2 separate regions of the Sus scrofa genome follow, and region 2 is linked to region 1. The links are chromatin contacts, called in public Hi-C maps. All regions are on one chromosome and are shown on one strand. The core of a region is the stretch at or near the end of the contact, and the rest is flanking DNA. Distances in the headings are between cores, read along the strand shown.

Region 1 (4,843 bases), core at 1,067-3,566:
AGATAAGGCAGAGAGGGAGTGATGGAGTTTTGTTTTCTTTCTTTCTTTTTTCTTTTTTCTTTTTTTTTTTTTTTTGCCTCCCTGCAACATATGTAGTTCCCAGGAGGGATCAGATCTGAGCCACCCTTGAAATCTTACACCACAGTTCTGGCAATAATGGATCATTTAACCCACTGTGCCTGTGCCATGCAGGGATCTAACCTGCATCCCAAAGCTATAGAGATGCTTCCGATCCTATTGTGCCACAGTTGGAACACCAAGATTTTTGTTGTTGTTTTTTTAAAATTGCTGTTACCCTTCATATTTTCTGATGCCTTGATTAGAACTTTCAATTCATCTTCTTTCCCAGTGAAAATAAATCTCTAGTCATTTTCACCTCACATTATACCCATTTATAGTAACGATGTTAAATATAAACCACACACTAGAGGGCACACTTCTCAGGAAGGCAGTGCAGAGAGGGAGATAACATGCTGATACTGAGTGTGGAAGGCCGGGGAACAGGTCTTGGAAGAATCCAGCAGTCAAAAATCAAATTGAGGAAAGGAGGGGAACATGGACTAACAGAGAATATTACACAGTAGTCTTTCATCTTTCGTGTTATGATCCTTTTTAGAATCTGGTGGAAGTCAATGTCCCCAAAAAACACATATGTAGTTGATCCTCATTATTTGCAGATTCTATATTCGTGAATTTGCCTACTTGCTGAAACTTATTTGTAACCTCCAAATCAATCAATATTCGCAATGCTTTCATGGTCATTTGCAGACAAGCAGAGCGGTGCAACCTTTGAGACAACTGATGTGCATGCTTCAGCGGAGGCTGAACAAGGTGATACTCTTACCTTGTGATTTCAGCTCGCATGCTATAAACACGTGTCTTTTACAAGGTCTACTTAAGTGCCACGATTTTTGCATTTTTGTGCAAAAATAACCCCTAATCACAGGCTGAAGTGCTAAGTGTTAGAAGGTTGTAATGTATTTGTTGTAGACCATTTCTGTGTTAGATAACCTTCATTCAGGCACGAGTTATAGTGCTGTTGGCCTTGAGTTCGATGACACAAATACTGTACTTGAAATATTGTTTTATACAAAGAAATACTGCATATAATTAATTCTTTGTAAGAATATATAGTTGACCCTTGAGCAACATAGGTTTGAACTGCATGGATTCACTTACACACAGATTTTTTTTTCCCCAGTGGTAAATACAATACTACTGCACGATCTATGGTTGGCTGATTCTGCATCTGCAGAACTGTGGGTATGGAGAACCCACTATAAAGTTATATGTGGGTTTCTGATTGTGCAGAGAGTTGATGCTCTAACCCCTGTGTTCAAGGGTCAACTGTATTAAATAAGATGTGTTTAAATAGAAATATGCATAATACAAGATTATGTATTAATCAACTGACAAAATTGTGGCCAGAGGCTGGTACAAACCTAACTGTGTATTTCCTCTAGGAGCAACGCTTCAGTATTTGCTGATTCAATGTTCACAGTAAGTTAATAGAATATAACTCATGAGTAATGAGAATCAACTGTATTTAACACAAACAGAATTTTATATCTAATATCAGGAGGCTCTCAGAACCAGTGAAACTCCTCTGTAAATCTCTTCTAGGGGCCCATATAACTCTTTTTAAATAGTCCTAATATCTTACCACAAGGTTAAAAAGTATTCTACAGAATCGTATTAACAATGTGCGTATAAAAATTCTCGACAAAGGAGTTCCCATCATGGCTCAGAGGAAATGAATCTGACTAGTATCAATGAGGACACAGGTTTTTTTGATCCCTGGCCTCGCTTAGTTGGTTGAGGATCCGGCGTTACCATGAGCTGTGATGTAGGTCGCAGACTTGGCTTGGATCCCACATTGCTATGGCTGTGGTGTAAGCTGTAGCTCAATTCGACCCCTAGCTTGGGAACCTCCATATGCAGCAAGTGTGACCCTAAATAGATAAAACAAGATTTAAAAAATATCTTAACAAAGATGATCTGAATCCCTATTATGTGCATGACTTATATTCTTAGAAGGAGTGTGTATGTCTGTATTAATTTGGTGGTAATATTTAACAGTATGATGTGTGGCTATATGGCTTATTCTTTAATAAATAAATAATTTAATATTCAATATAAACAAAAAGGTAGGAAAATTGAGAGATGTGATCTGTTTATTTTTCCATCACCTTTAGGATCGTTGTTTCTCGGTGTTAGTATATTCAAATAAATATTAACCATCCAGTCCTTGAGATTCTTGTTAAACAGTAGCCAGAAGGATGGAACAGTTCAAAATATTTTACAGTAGGATATTTAGTAACCCTTCTAACATGCCCTTTGCACGGACAAGTGCACTGCTCATTTTTCAGAGAGCAAGGCAGAGCAACAGAGAAGGGTTTGCTTTCTTTCCTCCCTGCTAACTCCATTTGTCATCTTCCTCTGCAGGTTGGTGATAGCTTCAAGGAAAAGTGCTTTATCTCTTCCTAGATGAACTGTATTTTCAAGTGTTATTGTTCTGTACCTTAAGTGATTTTTCTGAGAATCCGGTGAAGGGGTCTAGACTATGCCACAGTGGCATAAGGATTATTTTGAATTAAAGACATGTAAGAGTCAACAGTTGTGAGAAGAAGCTTTTTCTGAATTCCCCTTATCTGCCTAAAAGCAGAGCCTCCCAAAAGAATTCAGTTGTCATCAATTCCCTCCCTGGGAGTTTAGTAATCAGGGAAGATTGATTCCTATCACCAGAGATGAGAAGTCAGCACTGAGATAAGAAATGCCTAAATAGACACTGTCATATTGTGCCTCCCATCTAGTCTCCTAAAGAACGATTTATTTTTCCCCAAAGTCCTTTGTTGTCCCAGAAATGTCCTCCTTCCTCTCTTCATCTCCTATTAAGATGGTGTATAAGCCCTAAAATCTAACTTTCCCTTTGGGTCACTTTTTTTTAGTGAACTCTGTATGTATATGACTAAAATGGGTATTTTTTTCTCTTGCTTATTTGTCAGTTTGAGTTTAATTCACAGTCCCCCAGAGACTGAAATTAAGAGGATAGAGGAAAAGCTTTTTCCCCCCGACACAGAATTGCAAAGGATTCCATGATGTTGTTTCAAATTTCCTAACCTCCGATTCCTAAATGCCGTCAATCTCTCTTCAGATTGCCCAGATAAAGGCAATTAATGTTGCCCACCAAGCATAATCCCTACGGTGGAAACATCTTGTGGGCCACAGTATTTTGAGTACAAACCTACTACTCACCTTGGGTCTCCCAGCGCTGAAATGTGGAGGCAAAGACCTTGAGGCTGCTGTTATCCTGGCTCTTGTCTGAGCCAAATTACCTGAGCAAAAAAAACAAAGAAGTTAACACAACTTTAAGAATACTATAAGGAGTAATTTTTCCTTTTGTGTCCTTGTATTTTTCAGAATGTTCTTTTTCTTTTTTCTTCTTTTCATGGCTGCACCTGTGGCATATGGAAGTTTCAGGCTAGGGGTCAAACTGGAGCTTCAGCTGAGACCTACACATTAGCCACAGCAACACTGGATTTGAGCTGCATCCATGATCTACACAACAGCTTGCGACAATGCCAGATTTTTAACCCACTGAGTGAGGTCAGGGATCAAACTTGCATCTTCACAGATGCCATGTTAGGTTCTTAACCCACTGAGCCACACTGGGAACTCCCAGAATGTTCTAAATGATCTGCACTAAATTTGAAAAAATTGGAAAAATCTGAATTTTGAATATTAAATGATACAAATGATAAGAAAACTATAATAATAGGTCATAAATAATTTATAATATAAATTGAATTTAGTTTTTTTCGTGTGTGTCTTTTTTTTTTTTCCTAGGGCCACCCCTGTGGCATATGGAAGTTCCCAGGCTAGGGGTCTAATCGGAGCTATAGCCGCCAGCCAACACCAGAGCCACAGCAACGCAGGATCCCAGCTGCATCTTCCACCTACACCACAGCTCACGGCAATGCTGGATCCTTAACCCACTGAGCGAGGCCAGGGATTGAACCCGCAACCTCATAGTTCCTAGTCGGATTCGTTAACCACTGAGCCATGATGGGAACTCTGAATTTATATTAGTTTAATAAGCAAATAAAAAAAGACAAAAAGTCTCAAATTCTCTTACAGTAGGAAGAGAAGGAAATTAGTACAACGTAAAATGGCCATATATAAAAAGCCTACAACTCACGTATTAACAGTGAAAAATTGAAAGGTTTTCCCTCAAAGATTAGGAACAAGGCAAGAATATCTACTCTCACTATTTCTATTCAGCATAGTGCTGGCAGTCCAGCTAGGGTCAATTAGGCAAGAAATAGAAACTGAAGGCATCCAAATCTTAAAGGAAGAAAGGAAATTATCTCTTTTGTCTCTCTAGGTGACATTATCTCATATATAGAAAACTCTAAGTAACATACATGCACACACACATCTGCTAAACAGATGAATTTAACAAAGTTGTAACATACAAAATCAACATCTAAAAAAATCAGTTGCATTTCTATACACTAAAAATGAAAATCTGAAAAGAAAGTTAAGAAAACAATCCCATTTACAATAAAATTCTTAGGAGTAAACTTAACAAAGGATGCAAAATCCTGTACACTGAAAACTAGAAAATATTCCTGAAAGAAACTAAAGAAGACACAGATAAATGGAAAGCTATTCCATTGTGGAGGAAGAAGAAAATATTTTTCCTCTGTTTATCTTAGGTTCATTGCCTGGGGCCCTGCAACTTAGACTGAAAGAAGGATAGTACAAGAGAAAAACAATCAGAAGTTTATTAATGCACTCATCATACATATACACAGGAGTGTTTAGTGATGAGTAACTCAAA
Region 2 (4,843 bases), core at 1,593-4,092, 200 kb before region 1:
TTTTTTTTTTTGTCATTGTTATTTCTTGGGCCGCTCCCGCGGCATATGGAGGTTCCCAGGCTAGGGGCTGAATCGGAGCTATAGCCACCGGCCTACGCCAGAGTCACAGCAACGCAGGATCCGAGCTGCGTCTGCAACCTACACCACAGCTCACGGCAACGCCGGACCGTTAATCCACTGAGCAAGGGCAGGGACCGAACCCGCAACCTCATGGTTCCTAGTCGGATTCGTTAACCACTGCGCCACGACGGGAACTCCCAAGAAAAGTCTTAAGGCAAGACTCAGGATCCATCTGTGGGCATCTGAGCTAAGACTTGCAGAGGTAACAGCAGCAAGGAGTGCGGCCAAACTAGCAAATTGGGAATATAAAGCTGCTAATTGCTGATCATTCCTTCTGCTTTAGGATATCCCTCCCTCCCCTCTTAATTAATGAGGATCTTTCTGGTGTCCTGGCCTCTCAGGGACGCATCCTCTGCTAAGTGACAGCTCGTGAAATCTCATAAACTTCCTCCTCCCTTCTATTAGGGCTGCCTGAAGATAATATCTCAAACTCAAAATTTTGAGTGCCTCCAACCACAAGATTCCTGGCCCTGGCTTGGGGTGGGGTGTGTGTGTGTGGCGGGGGTTGGGGGGGGCTCCCTCTGGCTACAGGTGAACATCATTTAGAGCACTTGTCATGATACTCGGGCCCCACCCAGGCACAATCAGAATCTGTGAGGCCCAGGTATTGGCATTTTAAAGAAACTTTGTATTTCAAAATAACTACAGCTTCACAGGATGTTGCAAAACCAGCGCAGAGATGCCCTGTGCACCCGTCATCCGGTTTCCATAGTGATGATGTAACTACAGTACATAAAACCAGAAAGCAGACACAGGTACAAAGGGTGCAGAAAATTCTGTGTCATTTTATCACAAGTGAGGATTAGCGTGACCACCACCACCCTCAAGCGACAGATCTCTCTCATCCTCTGAAGGCTCCTTCCTGCAACGCTTTATAGTTAGTTGCTCTAGCTGCCGCCACCCACCATCCCCAGCCCTTGTCTTTCATCTGGGCTTCACCTCTCTTAATTTTGTCATTTTGAGAATGCTACATAAATGGAATCACACAGTATGCGACCTTCTGAGATTGACTTTTTCACTTGGCATTACTCCCTGGAGACCTGTTCAAGTTGTTGCAGGTATCAGTAGTTTGTTCCTTTTTATTGCTGAGCACCGTTCCGTTGTATGGATATGACACAGTTTATCTAATCACTTCTTGAATGACAGACTGGTTGTTTTTCTTTTTTTGATGATTACAAATAAGGCTGCCATAAGCATTCCTGTATAGGGTTTTGTCAGGATATACGTTTTCATGTCTTTGGGATACATTTTTTTTTTTTTAAACCTCAGGTCATTCCAATAGGAAGCAGGGTTAAGAACCCTTGGACCTGGGGAAAGTGGCTACCACACGTGGCAGACATTTGTTAAATACTCTGGGACATTGTGTTGTGTGGCAGGGAGGCTAGAAGAGTACCAAGAGCACGGGTGCTGGAGTCAGACTGCCTGGGCTCAAATCCCGGCTCCACCGCTTTATGGCTTGATCTTGCTATGCCTCAGTAGCTCATCTGTAAAATGGGACAATAACACAAAGCTCATAGTACTATTATGAGCATGCAATGCATATTGTGATGGACTGCGTGTGCATGTACCCCAGCTTCATATGTTTAAGCCCTAGTCCCTAATGTGATGGTAGTTGGAGGTGGTATTTCAGGAGGTAGCTAGGCTTAGATGAAGTTGTGAGTGTGGAACCCCCTGATAGGACAGGTGCTCCTATAGGAAGAGACCAGAGAACTTGCTCTCTCTTCCCTCTCTGCCACGTGAGGATGCAGCAAGACAGCGTCTCTCTGTGAACCAGGAAGAGAGCTCTCGCCAGGAACAGAATCAGTCAGCCCCTTGATCTTGGCTGGTCTCCAGAGGTGTGAGCAATGAATTTCTGTGGGGTTTTTTGTTTGTTTGTTTTTCTTTTGGTCTTTTTAGGCCCAGTCTCAGGCTAGGGGGCAAATTGGAGCTACAGTTGCAGGCCTACGACACAGCCACAGCAATGCAGACTCTGAGCTGCATCTGTGACCTACATCAGAGCTTATGGCAACGCCAGATCCTTAACCCACTGAGCAAGGCCTGGGATGGAGCCCGCATCCTCATGGATCCTAGCTGTATTCATTTCCACTGAGCCACAACAGAAGTCTCAAATTTGTTGTTTAAGCCACTCTGTTTAGGGTATTCTGTTATAACAGCCCAAGCTGACTATGATAATTATCATTCAAATATAATTCAGGTAGAGGCATGGAACATATTAATAGCTCAGTGAATGTTAGCACTTGCTGGGCACTGAACTTCGGTCACATCCTTTCCTGGCTTAACACTCCTCAAGGGCTATTTTAAGGCCTCCCCTCAGATCCTGCATGCAAGCCTTAGCGAACTTTGCGGCAATATCTTGCTGTGGACCTGAGAGTGGAGGTGAGAGCCTTCCCCCGGGTCTGCCCCTCGTTCAGCTCCACAAGATGCTTGCTTACCTGACTCTCTTCTGACACTTCCTGCTGGATATTGAAATTGCCTCCCTTGAACGTACACTGTGGGCTCCTTGGAGTGTCCTGATCCCACTGAATCTCCAGTCCTCGTCAGTAGGCTCCCATTAAACGTGGAATGAGAGAACAAATGAATGAACCAAGGGTCCTGTTATTGTGGTGGAGGGGAAGGACCTAGCACACGGATCGGTTCCCTGAGAGGGTCCTGCCCTCCTCCTGGCTCTGAGTGGTCAAGGTCAGGAAGCCCGGGGCAGAAGGCAGAGTCTCCAGTTAATCACTGACTCCTAGACTGGGCGTTTCAAGGTTATGATGGGTCACACATTGAACCCTCAGAGTAAACATGACAGGCTGGGAGCAAGAAGACAAGGGCTCCAAGACCAGCATCATAAGAGCTGTCAGAGCAGAACAAGCAGGACTTAAAGTTAGAAGATCAAGTTCAGGCTGTGGGATTTGGAGTAAATTGAGGAGCCTCTCAGTGCGTGGCTTTATTTATCTGGAAAATAAGGAAAATAATACTGTCATACCTTAGGCACAGATCCCAGGGCCAGACTACCTGAGTGTGAAATCCAGCTCTGCGAAAATCTGCTTTGTGACCATGGATCCTTTACTTAACCTCTCTGTGCCTCATTTTTCTGAACTGCAGCAGAGGGATGCTAGTAGTACCTACCTTACAGGGCTATGATGATTAAACCAGTTCATAAATGTAAAAGGGCTTAGAACAATGCACAAGATTCACATTCATTAAAATTTTAAACATACACAAATAAATACAACGAGGGGAAAGGATTGTTGGGAGAATAAAAACAAAAGCGAACATGAAGCCATGTTGCCTGTGATTCTGGCAAGGCTTCCTGAAAAAGGTTTTGTTTGCTATTTTCGTCTATCTTTGAAATTCCACACTCTGATAAATATCCGGAAAATAGCGAAGTGGTAGCAGGGAGCCGTCGGACACCGTGTAACCGATCTGCTCAAGAGGGACCAGAAGTTGCTGCCATCTGATGTCTGTCTTGTGGCCGCATGAAAGGAGTTGGGGGTATAAGTCCAGCTCCTAGTGGACAGGTGTTTGAAAGCCAGAGCCATCCTTACAATTGGCACCCTTGGTGAGGTCTCCGCAGACCGGCGAGGATTAAGTCGAAGGGAGACCAAATGACTCTTCCACCCGGAGCTGGTGGCCCCAGCAGGCAGGGCTGAGGCTCAGGGATGGAGACAGGGCTGTGGCTGGCTACACTCTGCTTTGCAGAGAAATCTCAAGTTCTGGTCCCCAGAGCAGTCAATCTAACAACTTTCATAGATCCTGTCACACTCACGTGATACTTCCATCTGGCCGTGGCTGTTTCAAAGAATTAGATGCATCTCTTTCATTATCAAAAGAATAATATAATTAATTCAAGGTTTTAGGCTCGGAATTCTGCCGTCAGAAATGAAGTAAAAAAGCAGCGCCTTGGACATTACCTTTTCTTGAGAAGTTTTAATTCAGTCAAAGAAAGGAGAAGGCCAGGGAGGAAAGGAGTTTTGAAGTATCATGTTCTTATTTTCTATTAATTTAATTTTAGAGTATTTTTATTAATATACAGAGATGCTCAGAACCGAAGTAGATTCTGAGGTTATTCTTATTAAAATGAGATTATGCATCTTTGGAAATCTCTCAGACTACCAAGAAATCATTTGCAGATGTGATGAAAGTGATGTTTCTCCCCGAACTGTCGTCTGAACAGGTGACTGACATAGGATGAGCGGTATTCTAATTATCGGTGTTCTGCCTGCCCTGAGACATTACAGTGACATGAATATTGGAAACAGTCTTGAAGAATGAAGTCTTGGTCAGTCACGAGAAGATGGTACTCAGACAGCCTGACACAAGCAGTCCCGCCTTCTGGGCAAACACATCCCTGGGGAAGAGGTAGTTGATGGAGCTGGTACACTGGGCCATCTAAATGCTACACCCTCTTCCTTTTGACAGATGCCCCCCTGGGGAGAGCGGGTCTCAGCTCAGCCTCCTGCGCCCCACCCTTGGAGACTCTGATCAGTGAGCTTGGGATGGAGCTTGGGGCTCTTCAGGCGCTGTGCTTGGCCCGCCACGGTTGTGATGAGGGTGGGTCTCGCCAGCACCTTGAGAACCATGCTTTACTGCTTCTCTAACTCATTGATGTCATCCTCTCCAGTCATCTTAACTTGACCTTCTTAGAGTTTGCATAGTAGGTTTTCCCATGACAATAAATAGGTGTCCTATTTTAGAAGTCTGTCTTTGTAAGAGTAGGTGGAACGAAGGTTTCAACTTG

Evidence for each region. A called contact is a pair of places that touch in the nucleus more often than the background predicts.
Region 2: a Hi-C map of fetal liver shows a contact between it and region 1, with 2.1 times the contacts expected there. The contact joins two enhancer-like sites. A contact is called at or near these places in 7 of 47 Hi-C or Micro-C datasets (embryonic fibroblasts, fetal liver, liver and 1 more).

Annotation. Positions count from the first base shown.
Region 1 is chr15:76,672,959-76,677,801 of Sscrofa11.1, reverse strand. It overlaps MYO3B (myosin-IIIb), which reads right to left. Exons shown (of 34, transcript XM_021076498.1): 23 at 3,256-3,335. Among named protein-coding and RNA genes, the nearest start is that of SP5, 220 kb to the left of the region's middle. Within about 2 kb of position 2,316, at least 1 of the 83 cell types and tissues checked has an H3K27ac peak or open chromatin away from gene starts, as enhancers often do. A contact at or near this core is called in fetal liver, where this site is marked.
Region 2 is chr15:76,878,125-76,882,967 of Sscrofa11.1, reverse strand. No RefSeq gene overlaps it. Among named protein-coding and RNA genes, the nearest start is that of SP5, 20 kb to the left of the region's middle. Within about 2 kb of position 2,842, at least 2 of the 83 cell types and tissues checked have an H3K27ac peak or open chromatin away from gene starts, as enhancers often do. A contact at or near this core is called in fetal liver, where this site is marked.